Regions from separate parts of the Pan paniscus genome. Here region 2 is linked to region 1. A link is a contact called in public Hi-C data. All regions are on one chromosome and are shown on one strand. Each heading gives the region's core, a stretch centred on a gene start, on an enhancer-like site or on the middle of the called end of the contact. The rest is flanking DNA. Distances are from core to core; before and after follow the strand shown.

Region 1 (5,711 bases), core at 1,460-3,959:
CCTCTTCCCCAGGATGTCAGGGAAGTGGAGTTGCTGCTTCCAGAAGTCTCAGAGCTGGCAGGAACCTCTGAAGATGGGCCATGCTCACTGCCCATCTTACTCATGGAAACCATCCTAATGGTCTCCCTGCTAGATAGTTCTCCGAGCCTTGAATACCTCTCAAGACAGGATACTTACTGCCTCTTAGAATTGCCACTGCTGTCTGTGGCCAGCTGACATCTGGCTCCTCATAATCCCCACTCTAACCCTGCCGGCCCTTTGGGAGCGCCTCAGGGTTGGTCTGTTCCTGGGATCTGCTCAGCATCTCTGAAAGATGATGTTATCCCTACATCTGAGTCCCTTCCTTTATAAGCTTCATCCCAGCCACCTTCATTGAACTCCATTACGATGGCAGGGAAGAGCTCATGTAATCCTCACAACCTGGTACCTGGCCTGGCACACAGCAGGCACCCAATTTATACTTGCTAAATGAATGAATGAATGAACTCCGCGTGATCATTATCTCTATATTACAGCTGGGAAATTGAGGCTCAGAGAGGTTAAGTCACACATCCAACACAATACAGCTCATAACTGGCAGAACTGGGATTTGAACCCAGGTACTTGGCCGACCCAGAGCCAGAGCTCTTCAATTCCAAGCTGTGCTACCTCAACAGAAACCAGCTTCCCACCTATTGCACCCCATCAGCCTCCCTGCCCATCTCCCCAAGGTGCCAGTCAAATTTGGATCGAGCATTGATGTCACGCCAAAAGATTTGAGAATTGAATTTTCAGAGGCTGGGACCTCAGAATTCCTAGTTCGAAAGTCTCCCTGTCTTCCCTGTCCAGGATCCCTGTCAAAGGGTGGTGAGCTTGCCTTTCATACCCTTTAGGGACTGGGCTCTCCCTCCCTCCTGGGGAGCCCCTTCTAATTCATCTCTACTTTATGTTGAGTTGACCTTTGTCCCCTGGTCCTCCTCCCAAGGGCCCTGCAGGACAAGTCCAGTTACCCCCAACACCAAAAACCCATGGCTGGTCCCCCAGAGTCTCTTCCTCTAGGCCTGCCCCTCCATTCATCCTGGTTTTGGTTCCCCTTTCCTTGAGGGAATTGTTCCAGTTTCAACTCAATTTCGTTCCCCTATTTTCTTTTCTTTTCTTTTCTTCTTTTTTTTTTTTTTGAGAAGGAGTCTCGCTCTGTCGCCCAGGCTGGAGTGCAGTGGCGCGATCTCGGCTCACTGCAAGCTCCGCCTCCCGGGTTCACGCCATTCTCCTGCCTCACCCTCCTGGTAGCTGGGACTACAGGCGCCTGCCACCACGCCCGGCCAATTTTTTGTATTTTTAGTAGAGACGGGGTTTCACCATGTTGGCCAGGATCTCCTGACCTCGTGATCCGCCCGCCTCGGCCTCCCAACGTGGTGGGATTACAGGCGTGAGCCACCACGACCGGCCTGATTTCATTCCTATTTTCTAATGGCAGGCTCTAAGCTGGGTGCTGGGACACAGGGGCCAGAGAGGAGAGTAACTGAGGGTAGAGACGTCCAGCCAGCTGTCATCAGCAAATAACCTCTTCTTGCTGGCTCTCAGCTTCCCCACCTAAGAAGTGAAGATATTGACAGACCGACCTTATGGGGTTCCTGAGAAATGATATAACACATGAAAGCGCTGGGCACCTGGCATGTGGTCAGGGTTCAAGAAATGTTTCACTCTCCCCTATCTTGCCCCAAAACACTTGGATGGGGGTGAGCCCCAGTAAATGGGAAACACGTTCATTGATTCAGCAAATTTGGATTGAGCATCGATGTCATGCCGAGCTCTGTGCTGGTGCTGGGGACATAGCAGTGAACAAGACAGACACAAAACCCTGCCCCCGCTGGAGCTAACACGCCATTGGAGACTTGGAGAAGTAAGAACAGCATGGGGTATGCCGCGGGGGATGAAGGTTAAGGGGGAAAAGGCACCGTGACCACACAGGGTAGAAAGACCACCAGCGCTAGAGACTGCCACTCAGAGATGTACTTTTCTCGCCATCCTGCACTGGAGGGGGTGGTCCCATTCAACCATGGGGGGTCTGAGTCTCAGAGAACTGGGGGCCTTGCTGGAGGCGCACAGCTGGTGTGGAAGCAGCTGCGCTCAGGTCTGCGTGGCTTTTCCTCTGCAGATCCACAGTGACAGGGCCCAGAAGTGACCACCCCCGTGGTCCCCTGGGGAGACCGAGGCCCAGAGAGGGCCGGGCCCTGATCTGAGGTCACACAGCCCCTGGGTGTCCTGGAGGCATGAAAGCCCGTGGTCTTGGATGACCTCTGGCCCACTGGGTGGACTGGCTGAGTGTGTGAGGGTGACGATGGGAGTCCAGGAAGAGCCACAGGGGGAGGCTGTAGATGAAAACGCCCATGCGACCCCTCCGCTCGGCGACTTCAGGGAGCCAGGCCCGGGCCCTGGTATCCCACGCGGGACCCTTCCCTTCTACCTAGCACGGCGGCCGCGGAGGTGCGTCCGGCGGGCTCCGCGCCCTCCAGCCCCGGGATCGGCGAGGCCGGCTGCTCACTCAGGTGTCCGGGTGCCCACTCGGCAGCGCGGGGCTCCCTCTGGGTGGGGGCGGGGGCTGGGACTGGGGTCAGAGGGCGCGGAGCCCGCGGGGGGCGCACTGGGCCCGCCCCGCCCCGGCCCCTCCTCCCGCTCCGCCCGCGCTGGGGGCGGCCCGGCGGCGGCGGCGGCGGCGCACGCTTCCTGCGGGCGCGGCCGCTGTGGGCGCGGAGCTGCGAGGCGGAGCCGGGCGGCCGAGCCGGGAGCCCGCGAGCCTAGAGCGCGTCGGTCCAGCCGCCGGGCCGCGCCGCCGCCAAGCAGCCGCCCCGCGCGCCGCGCCTCGGGAACAAAGGCGCCCGCCCGCCGCCCGCCGCCCGCCGCCCGCGCCGCCGCCATGAAGCCGGGGCCGCCGCACCGTGCCGGGGCCGCCCACGGGGCCGGCGCCGGGGCCGGGGCCGCGGCCGGGCCCGGGGCCCGCGGGCTGCTCCTGCCACCGCTGCTGCTGCTGCTGCTGGCGGGGCGCGCCGCGGGGGTGAGTGACACGCGCCCGGATCTCCGCCACTGCTCCCCGGGGCCGCCCCCCGCGCGGGGTGCCGGTCCCCGCCCGCGACCCCCCCTCCGGGACCCCGCTCCCTCCCCCCCGGCTGCTTCCCCCGGAGCCGCGGTCCCTGCCACCCCTCGACCCTCCCCCCAGCGCCCCTTTCCGCACCCTGCTCCCCCCGCCCCCGGAATCTCCCCCTAGCTGGCATCCGCGGGGGAGAGGCCGCCCCCGCCGCTGGTCATCTTCGGGGGGCCCATCTCTCCTTCCTTTTGGGACCCCTCCCCAGAGGGAATCCCGGGAGGGAACCCGATCGCGGGTCCTCAGCCCTGTTCCCCCACCTCCCAGTGGCTCCGGGAACTGTCTCCCCGGGGACGAAGCGGGACCCCTGCGCTGGCCTGGGAGGCGCGAGAAGGACCCGGCGGCGGGCTGGGGGTCGCCGTCCCGGCTGGGTGTGTCTTGGGGTGGGAGTGAGCCTGGCTTTTGCCTCGTGGGTGTGCCCAGACCATGGCCACTTTTTGGGAATCGGATCGGTTCCCCCTCCGAGGGGAGGGTGTGCATTTGGTTCTTCCCAGGGTCGCGGCAGCCGGCCAGGGCAGTGGGCCCGGGAGGGGGAGGTGGAGGTGGAGGGTGACTTGGTGAAGGTGACCTGAGGGGGGAGTGAGGGTAACCCTGTGTGTGGGCGTGTGTGGGCGTGTGTGGCCAACTCAGTGAGGGGTGCGGGGACCTGTGGGGCGTGTGCAGGTGAAGGATGTGTCTGCCACATGGGTGGATGCCAGCGTGCCCTCCCGTCCGTGGTCGTGGGAGGGTGACCCATTGTGCATGATGTGTGCCTGTGCCTGGCTGGGCCACTGTTGGCTATGGCCGTGTGTGGCTGCAGTGGGTGAGGGTGTGTGTGTGAAAGACCTCTGGTGGGCGTGTGCTTGGACCCATGAATGTGTGTGAGTGCACATAGCAGCGTGTGAATGCAGGTGCATGGGGGACCCTGGACATGGGACGAGGACCCCTGAGGGGAACCAAGCATGTGCAGGTGGAGGTGATGGTATGTATGAGGTGACCCTTGAGTGTCCCTTTGAGTGACCGTAGCAGCCATGCTTGGTCCCAGCTCCGTCAGGGAGGGCAGAGAAAGGAAGGACCTCATCCCCCTTTGAGGGATCCAGGCCCCAGATGAGTTCTTGTTGGACAAGTGTCCAGGTTCTGGCTCAGGCTGGCTGGGGATTTCTAGGTCCAGCCTCCCGGGTTGGTTCCAGGAGCTGTGCTGTCCTGCATCCCCCAGGCTGAAAAGGACCCAGGCCTCTCAAGCAACACTGGGTGCCCAGCCGCCCTCTGCAAGTTCCTTCCCTCTCCCAGCCTCAGTGGGCCAGTCAGTAAGACAGAAGGAGGACAGGCAGGGGCTCCAAGCTTGCTTCTTGGATGGACAGGCCCCTCCTCAGCCTTCCCCATCTAGGGGGCTGTCAGCTGGAGGGAGGGGAAGTGTTAAGGGCTGACCTGTGTGAAGTGCCTGCTGGCCAGGGTGTCTCATTCCCAGCTCTCCCCTAAGTGGGGTGAGAGGAAGAGGTCCCTGGGAGGGATAGAGACCCAGCACACCCTAGCAGCTGGGGTCGCCTTCTCAGCCAAATTTCTGAAAGACCATCCTTAAAATCAAAGGCTTGGGAATCACACAACCCTGGGTTCCAATCCTGCTACCCCCGCCGATTCGTGGCATGGTTTGGGCAGGTCCTCTTACTTCTCTGACCCTTGGTTGTCCCTCTGTGAAATGGGGCTAATGACCCCTTCCTCAGAGGGCAAAAATTCAATGGGATGACTGACGAGTGTCCTGAGAAGGAGCTCAGGAGTCATGTGGTGTGCACATGAATGAAAGGGGCTCAGGACAGAAAGTTTTAGACTTGGAGGCCAGGTGGAGCGCTGGGCAGGCCACTTTCCTTGCTGAATAAGGCTAATAATTCATACTCCACGAGGTGGTGGAAGGACTTAGTGAGAGCATTTAATAGCCTCATGCACAGTAGGGCCTCGCAACGCGGGTGACCTGAATCTGAGAGATGTGGCTCAGACCCAGTGTTGGGTGGCAGATCAAGCAGACCCCGAGAGTCTGAGCCCAGAGGCTGAAATGGTGGGTGGGGCCTGGGGGAGGGCAGGGACTGGGGCGCCTGGTGAGGTGGTGGGAAGTGGAGTGTCCTCCAGGCCTCACATCTTCCCATGGGTCAAGCTGTCAAGGAGGGGCATCATCCCTCTTGTCCTCATCTGGCTTGGGAGGAAAAGGGTTAATGGGTGGTACCTGGTTGCCGGGGTTCCGCACCAGAGGGAGAGGGCAGTGCCTGCAGCAGGAGGGACTGAGGTTAGATCAGAAGAGCCCCAGCCAGGGAAGCTCCAGGGGTGGCCTTGGTACATGAGCGGTGGCTGGCTCAGGGCAGGGAAGGGCAGGGACATGATGACCCTTGGGTCACCTGCCAGCCTTTGTGTGTGTGTGTGTGTGTGTGTGTGTGTGTGTGTGTATGTGTGTGTGTCTTCGTGTCTTTCAGGATGGGGATAGCAGGGAGAGCAGGCCTCATTCACACTGCAGATGGTGAATTGCAGTGTGTGTGTGTGTGTGTGTTTGTGTGTCTGTGTCTGTCTCCTGGCATCTCCTTTGAGGAGTCCCTCTTCTGACAGACCAAGTTACCAGGACTCTGAG
Region 2 (5,405 bases), core at 522-3,021, 190 kb after region 1:
GCTGGCCTGTGACAGAGGGGGACTCAAGCCCAGCTCTCTTTGATTCTAAAGCTGTTTCACTTCACAGGATTCCTCAAAGTCTGTCGTGCATGCCACTGGCAGAAAACAAGAAAATTTTCAGTGATATGTGGATGAAAAGGCTAAATTTAATTAGTTTTGAATTTATTTGAATTTTATATTGAATGAGTGTTTATTGGAATAAATAAATAAACCGTACATCAAACCAGTGATTTCATGGCTATTATTTCTTATAAGGCAGAGAAATTTTTAAGAAGTGAGTTGGTTTAGAGTGAATTAAACAAAAAGATTAAATAAATACTGGTAAAGGCGTATATGGATACTGCCAAACAGCTGATGGTGGGCAAAGAGTGAAGGGAGCAGGCTGCCCCGGCTGATGTTGCATTTGTGTTAGCTAGGTCATTGCGAGATAACCAGGTTTGCTCTTTAGGGAAAGAGCTGATCCTGGGAGCACTGGGGAGGGAGTCCTGTGTGCTTCCCACTGAACCACACTGCCCAGGGGCCTCTCCGTGGATCACAAATGCTCTCTCTTGCATGAAATACTAACGGCTTTAAGTTTCTGGAAGCCTAAGGGATGTGAAAACAGGAGGAGGGAACAGCAGAGCCCTTCACAGCTGCCTGTTTGACTTGTGAGCAACCTTGCAGAAGGCCCCTTCGTGCATTTTTTTTCCTTCTGGCTCATACCGGACACACTGTTCTCAATTTTGAGTCCTGGGGAAAAGTGTTTCACATTTAAAAAACACAAATATTGATTTTCTTTCCTTAATGTATATGCTGAACTTTTAGATCTCCTCTCCACCACCGCCCCCAGGCCTTGCCCCTGCTATAGAATGCCAAAGCTGCCTTTTTTTTTTTTTTCTGGTGGTGGTCGGGGTGGGGACCCATCTCTGTTCCTGAAAACTTACCTGTAGTGTATTTCTGCAGCTCTGCTAATGAGCGGAGAAGTGACACAGAGAAGGCGCCTGTGTTCTTCCGAGGAGCCCATAGAACTGCCATTCAGAGGTGGAGCTGAAAGGGCTGTTTCATGGGCCAGCTGCTGCCCAGCTAACGGAGCCTTGTGCCCTGAGCCCCGGACACAGCCCTGGCTGTCAGGGGGGTTGGGGTGGGGGGAGCAGTTGGTGAGGAGACCCCAGCTCACATTCTCCTCGTTCACCTCCAGCATGGCACGAGGACAGCATTGCGTTTCTCACCACTGGTCACCGTGGATGGCCCTTGTGTGACCCTGGGTGGTTTGTAGGGAAATGGAACAGGTTCGTAGTTAGTTTTCATTCATTCCTTCATTTGCTCACCAGAGATCCTGTGCCAGGCACCATGCTGGGTCCCAGGGATTCAGTGGTGACTGAGACGGGCAAGCCCCCTGCTCGGAGGGAGCTCACGTCCTTGGGGAGACAGGTAACACCTTTATTACACCATTTTGGGAAGGGAGAGTCACCACCATCATCACACCCTGCAGCATCTCTGGAGGAGAATTCGACTTCAAAGTTGTAGCAGAAAAAGGAATCAGCAGCTTCAAGTGGTTTTTGGAATTGGGGAGGGCTGTGAATTAGGCACACATGAAATGTAAGGGGAAAAAGTCAGAAGGCAATGCTCTTAACCTCCTCCTTCTCTAACACTGGTGCAAAGGGGAGTGAGGCCTGAGCTTTAGGCTTGGCTCTGCCCCTAAACTGGCTGGTGGCTTCGGGTAAGTCAGTGAACCTCTCTGGGCCTCAGTTTCTCCATCTGACAAATGGGCCAACAGACTCAGATCTGCTGACTTCACAGGTTTGTTGGGTGAGCAAATGAGATAGAGTGGTAGAGTGAGTAACTTTGCCATGTCAAGGGTGGAAGGGATTGTTATAATTATTGCTAAAGAGTGTGGTAGCAGTGAGTTGGGTCTGCTGCACCCAGCAGTCGCTTTTTGTCTGTACATTTCCTTTTATTGAGGTATAATTTACACAGAGTGAAGTGCATAGGTCCCAAGTCTTAGGATTCTGCCTCCTGGAGCAATGACAATCCTTTAACTCCATCTCCACTTCTGTCCCCCTCTTGCCCCTCACATGGGGCAGGCAGATCAAGAACGACCATTCCCACTGCACCATGGCAAGCTGAGGCTCAGAGAGGTTAAGTCACCAGCTCCAGGTCACACAGCCAGTTAGGAGCAGAAGTGGCTTTGAACCTGGATCTCTCAGGTAGCCAAGCCCATGCTCTTTCTGCTCTATCTCATGAACTACTTGACCCAAATGCAAAGAAGGGGATCGTTCCTGCTGATGTTACTTTGTTTAGAAGGCTTTATCTTTGCCTTCTCTGTGCTGGGCCTGATGCAGAGTTGAATCCACAGGCTCACAGGTGAGGTGGGCCAAGCAGGGACCCACAGGAGGAAGAGATGGGCAGGGAGAAGCCACCTACATCAAGCTACACTGAGACAGCAGCATGGCTGAGAGCTGGGCCTGGGGCTCTATCCTGGCAATAACACTTCTTAGCTGTGTAACTTCAGACAAGTTATTTTACCTCTCTGTTCTTTAACAGTAGCTGCTTTACAAAGTTGTCAAGAGGATTAACTGAGAAACCTCATCTAACTCCTTTGCTCCTTGAATCAACCCTAGGAGGCGCTATTACCATCCCTAGTTTCCAGACGAGCAATCTGAGACATGAGAGGTGAAGTCACTTGCCCATGGTCACACAGGTGGTTTGCTGGTATAGCAAACCCAGGTAACCTGGCTCCCAAGTCTGTGCTCTTAACCATGGTCTCCACTGCCCTGCCCATACTAACAGTGAAGGTACATGTTAGCCCTAATTATGACCTTGAAAGATTCTACAAGGCAGAGAGTTAGTGAGAGGAAAGGATTCTGGGCAGATGGCCCTGCATGTGTGATGGCCTGGAGGCCTTCGAGGAGAATCCAGGGGTAGCTGGAGAGCAGGGTGTGTGCGGAGAGCAGGGCACAGTGAGGCTGGGGAAGGGGAAGTGAATTTAATGAGAAACTTGGGGTTGTGAGTGGGGGAAGGATTTGGGTGTGGGATGAAGGTGCAGGACAGGGCTGGGCTGGGCCGGGCCATTGGACTCAGGTATGCCTAGGCTTGGGGTGGAGCTTCAAGGCAGCGCGGGCTCCAGCCCCTGGAGGAGCCACCCCCCACCCACCTGAGATTTCCCAAATTCCAGCTGCCGTTCTAGTTGCTTCTGCAAGCAAAGGAGCCCTTGTGGTCAGAGGGGCCTCTGAAGCCTGGGCCAGGCGCTCCCGCCCTCTCAGGGCACACACACCTCCATTCAGCCCAAGCCCCGCCCTTGGGGGGGCTGGGGGCCAGGGCGGGCTGCCCCCACGTCAGTCGTCAGTTGGGGGCCACCTGACCCAAAGGCTGGGCGGGCAGTGGGGTTGATAAGACCTGGACCCCACTGGTCCCACAACCGTGCCGACTGCTGCCCGTGCTGCCAGAACTATGAGGGTCCTCTCTGGCACTAGCCTCATGCTCTGCAGCCTGCTGCTGCTGCTCCAGGCCCCGTGCAGCCCTGGCCTCGCCCCCCAGTCCAGAGGTGAGGGGGCCTGCGTGAGAAGGGGGCTACTGAGCTAGTGGGCCCTGACCCTCAGCACTGGGGGCTGGGTACCGATATGGCAGGGAGCACATGGGATCCAGGATGGGGAAGGGAGCAGGGCGGCAGTGGTGGGCAGTGGGCTGGTGCAGGAGCAGACAGGGACCATGGTGCTTATAAGGGTCAGGGCAGGGGTGCTCCTCAGCCCTCAGGGACCATGCATGAGGCAGGGACCTTGGTCTTCCAGGTCTCTGGGGAGCAGAAGCTACTCAGAGAGCTGGCTGACGTCTGGAGCGGCACCAAGCCCAGGGCTGAGCCCATGGCTCTTTGATGACAGCAGACCTGGGATGCCAAGAGCTCATGCCCCCTTTGCGGGTCCTTCCAGCCTTGGGCTCCCTGGGGGCAATAACACCCCCCAGAGTTTCAGGTTTGGGCACTGAGTCCTGGAATGCCCATTCTTCCTGTACAGATGGGGAAACTGAGGTCAGTGAGGGCCTAAGACCACACAGTGAGATAGCCCCAGAGCCTCTAGGTTATTGATCTACTGCTGTACGGTGTGGCCAATTCCCTTTCCCTCTTTGGGTCTCAGTTTACCCATTTGTAGCCTTAGCTAGTAGACGGCAGGGAGCCAGCTGCATGGTGATTTCTAAGGTCTCCTGAGGAACTCTGATGTCCAGAGCCCCAGTCTAGGGCACTGTGAGTTACTGTGACTTGGGGGTTGGGACGGCCCTGCACGTTTCCCCTTTCCTCTTTGGGATTGGCTCTGCTCAGCTCAGACTCCGCATGGGATGGGGAGGGAAGGGCCTTTGTAGTGAGACCTTCCTGACTGCAGGCCCAGGCCAGCGACAGTAGCCTTATTCTCTCCACTGGACATGTGAGATCACAGAGGCTCAGAAAGGTGCAATGATCTGCCCAGGGCCCCACAGAGTGGCTGAGCCAGGATTTGAACCCAGGCCTGAACTCACTCTGACCCTGCATACTTCCCAGCACAGGGTGCTGCCTTCTTGGGTCTCTGGAGGACATTGCTCCTCGGGGGTGTGTCTTGGTGTGCACCTGATCAGGCTGCCGAGGTGGCCACCAGGAATTCCTGCTCCTTTTCCCTGTCTTCAGCAACCCGCCAGCAGGCACTGCCAGGCTGAGGGAAACTGGTTCCACTTTGGTGATTTGCTTTGATGCTCAGATGAAAGAGGCCATGTTGACGGGCACTGCTTTGGCTCTCAAGCCTGTGCCCATGCCTGGAGGGCCCATCCTTGGTACCCTCCTGCCCAGCTAGAAGAAATAACTGCCCTTGTTTCTGGCAGCAAGTCTGGGCTGAAACCTAAATGTGTTTTCAAGGCCGCAGGGTCCTTTGCCACCCCTGGAATACTCATTGCTTGCCTGGCCCCCTGCTGGCTCCTCAAAACATCCTGTAAGGAGGGATTGCTAGCTCACTGCTCAGATGAGGAAACTGAGGCTCAGAGAAGTGAAGCAAATGGCCCAAGGCCAGGCTTGGCCCTCTGTGTTCCCCATGGGCTGAGCAGGGGGCCTTTGGCAAGTTGCTTGCTGGTGTCTGCATGTTGACAAAAGGGCTCAGCTGCCCAGCTGAAGTTTGCAGCCTACTGGGCCCGAGGCCTCGCACCTGGATCTAAGAAGCCGCGTTCTGTGTCCTCAGGCCCAGTCCCTGACCTGTGTCTCTGCTCTCTGCCTTACCCCTCCTGCCCCACTCCCAGGCAATCTCTGCCGGACGCGGCCCACGGACCTGGTGTTTGTTGTCGACAGCTCTCGCAGCGTTCGGCCTGTTGAATTTGAGAAAGTGAAGGTATTCCTGTCCCAGGTCATCGAGTCGCTGGACGTGGGGCCCAATGCCACCCGGGTGGGCATGGTCAACTATGCCAGCACTGTGAAG

The links. A called contact is a pair of places that touch in the nucleus more often than the background predicts.
Region 2: a contact with region 1 is called in a Hi-C map of induced pluripotent stem cells, with 5 times the contacts expected there. The contact joins the promoter of MATN1 here to the promoter of SDC3 in region 1. A contact is called at or near these places in 2 of 3 Hi-C or Micro-C datasets (fibroblasts and induced pluripotent stem cells).

What each region holds. Positions count from the first base shown.
Region 1 is chr1:195,928,247-195,933,957 of NHGRI_mPanPan1-v2.0_pri, forward strand. It overlaps SDC3 (syndecan 3), which reads left to right and starts at 2,710. Exons shown (of 5, transcript XM_034959750.4): 1 at 2,710-3,034. The coding sequence starts at 2,897.
Region 2 is chr1:196,115,564-196,120,968 of NHGRI_mPanPan1-v2.0_pri, forward strand. It overlaps MATN1 (matrilin 1), which reads left to right and starts at 1,772. Exons shown (of 8, transcript XM_055095781.2): 1 at 1,772-3,523; 2 at 5,230-5,405. The coding sequence starts at 3,430. It overlaps LOC130540662 (a long non-coding RNA gene), which reads right to left and starts at 5,393. Exons shown (of 2, transcript XR_008954651.2): 1 at 5,259-5,393; 2 at 227-1,240.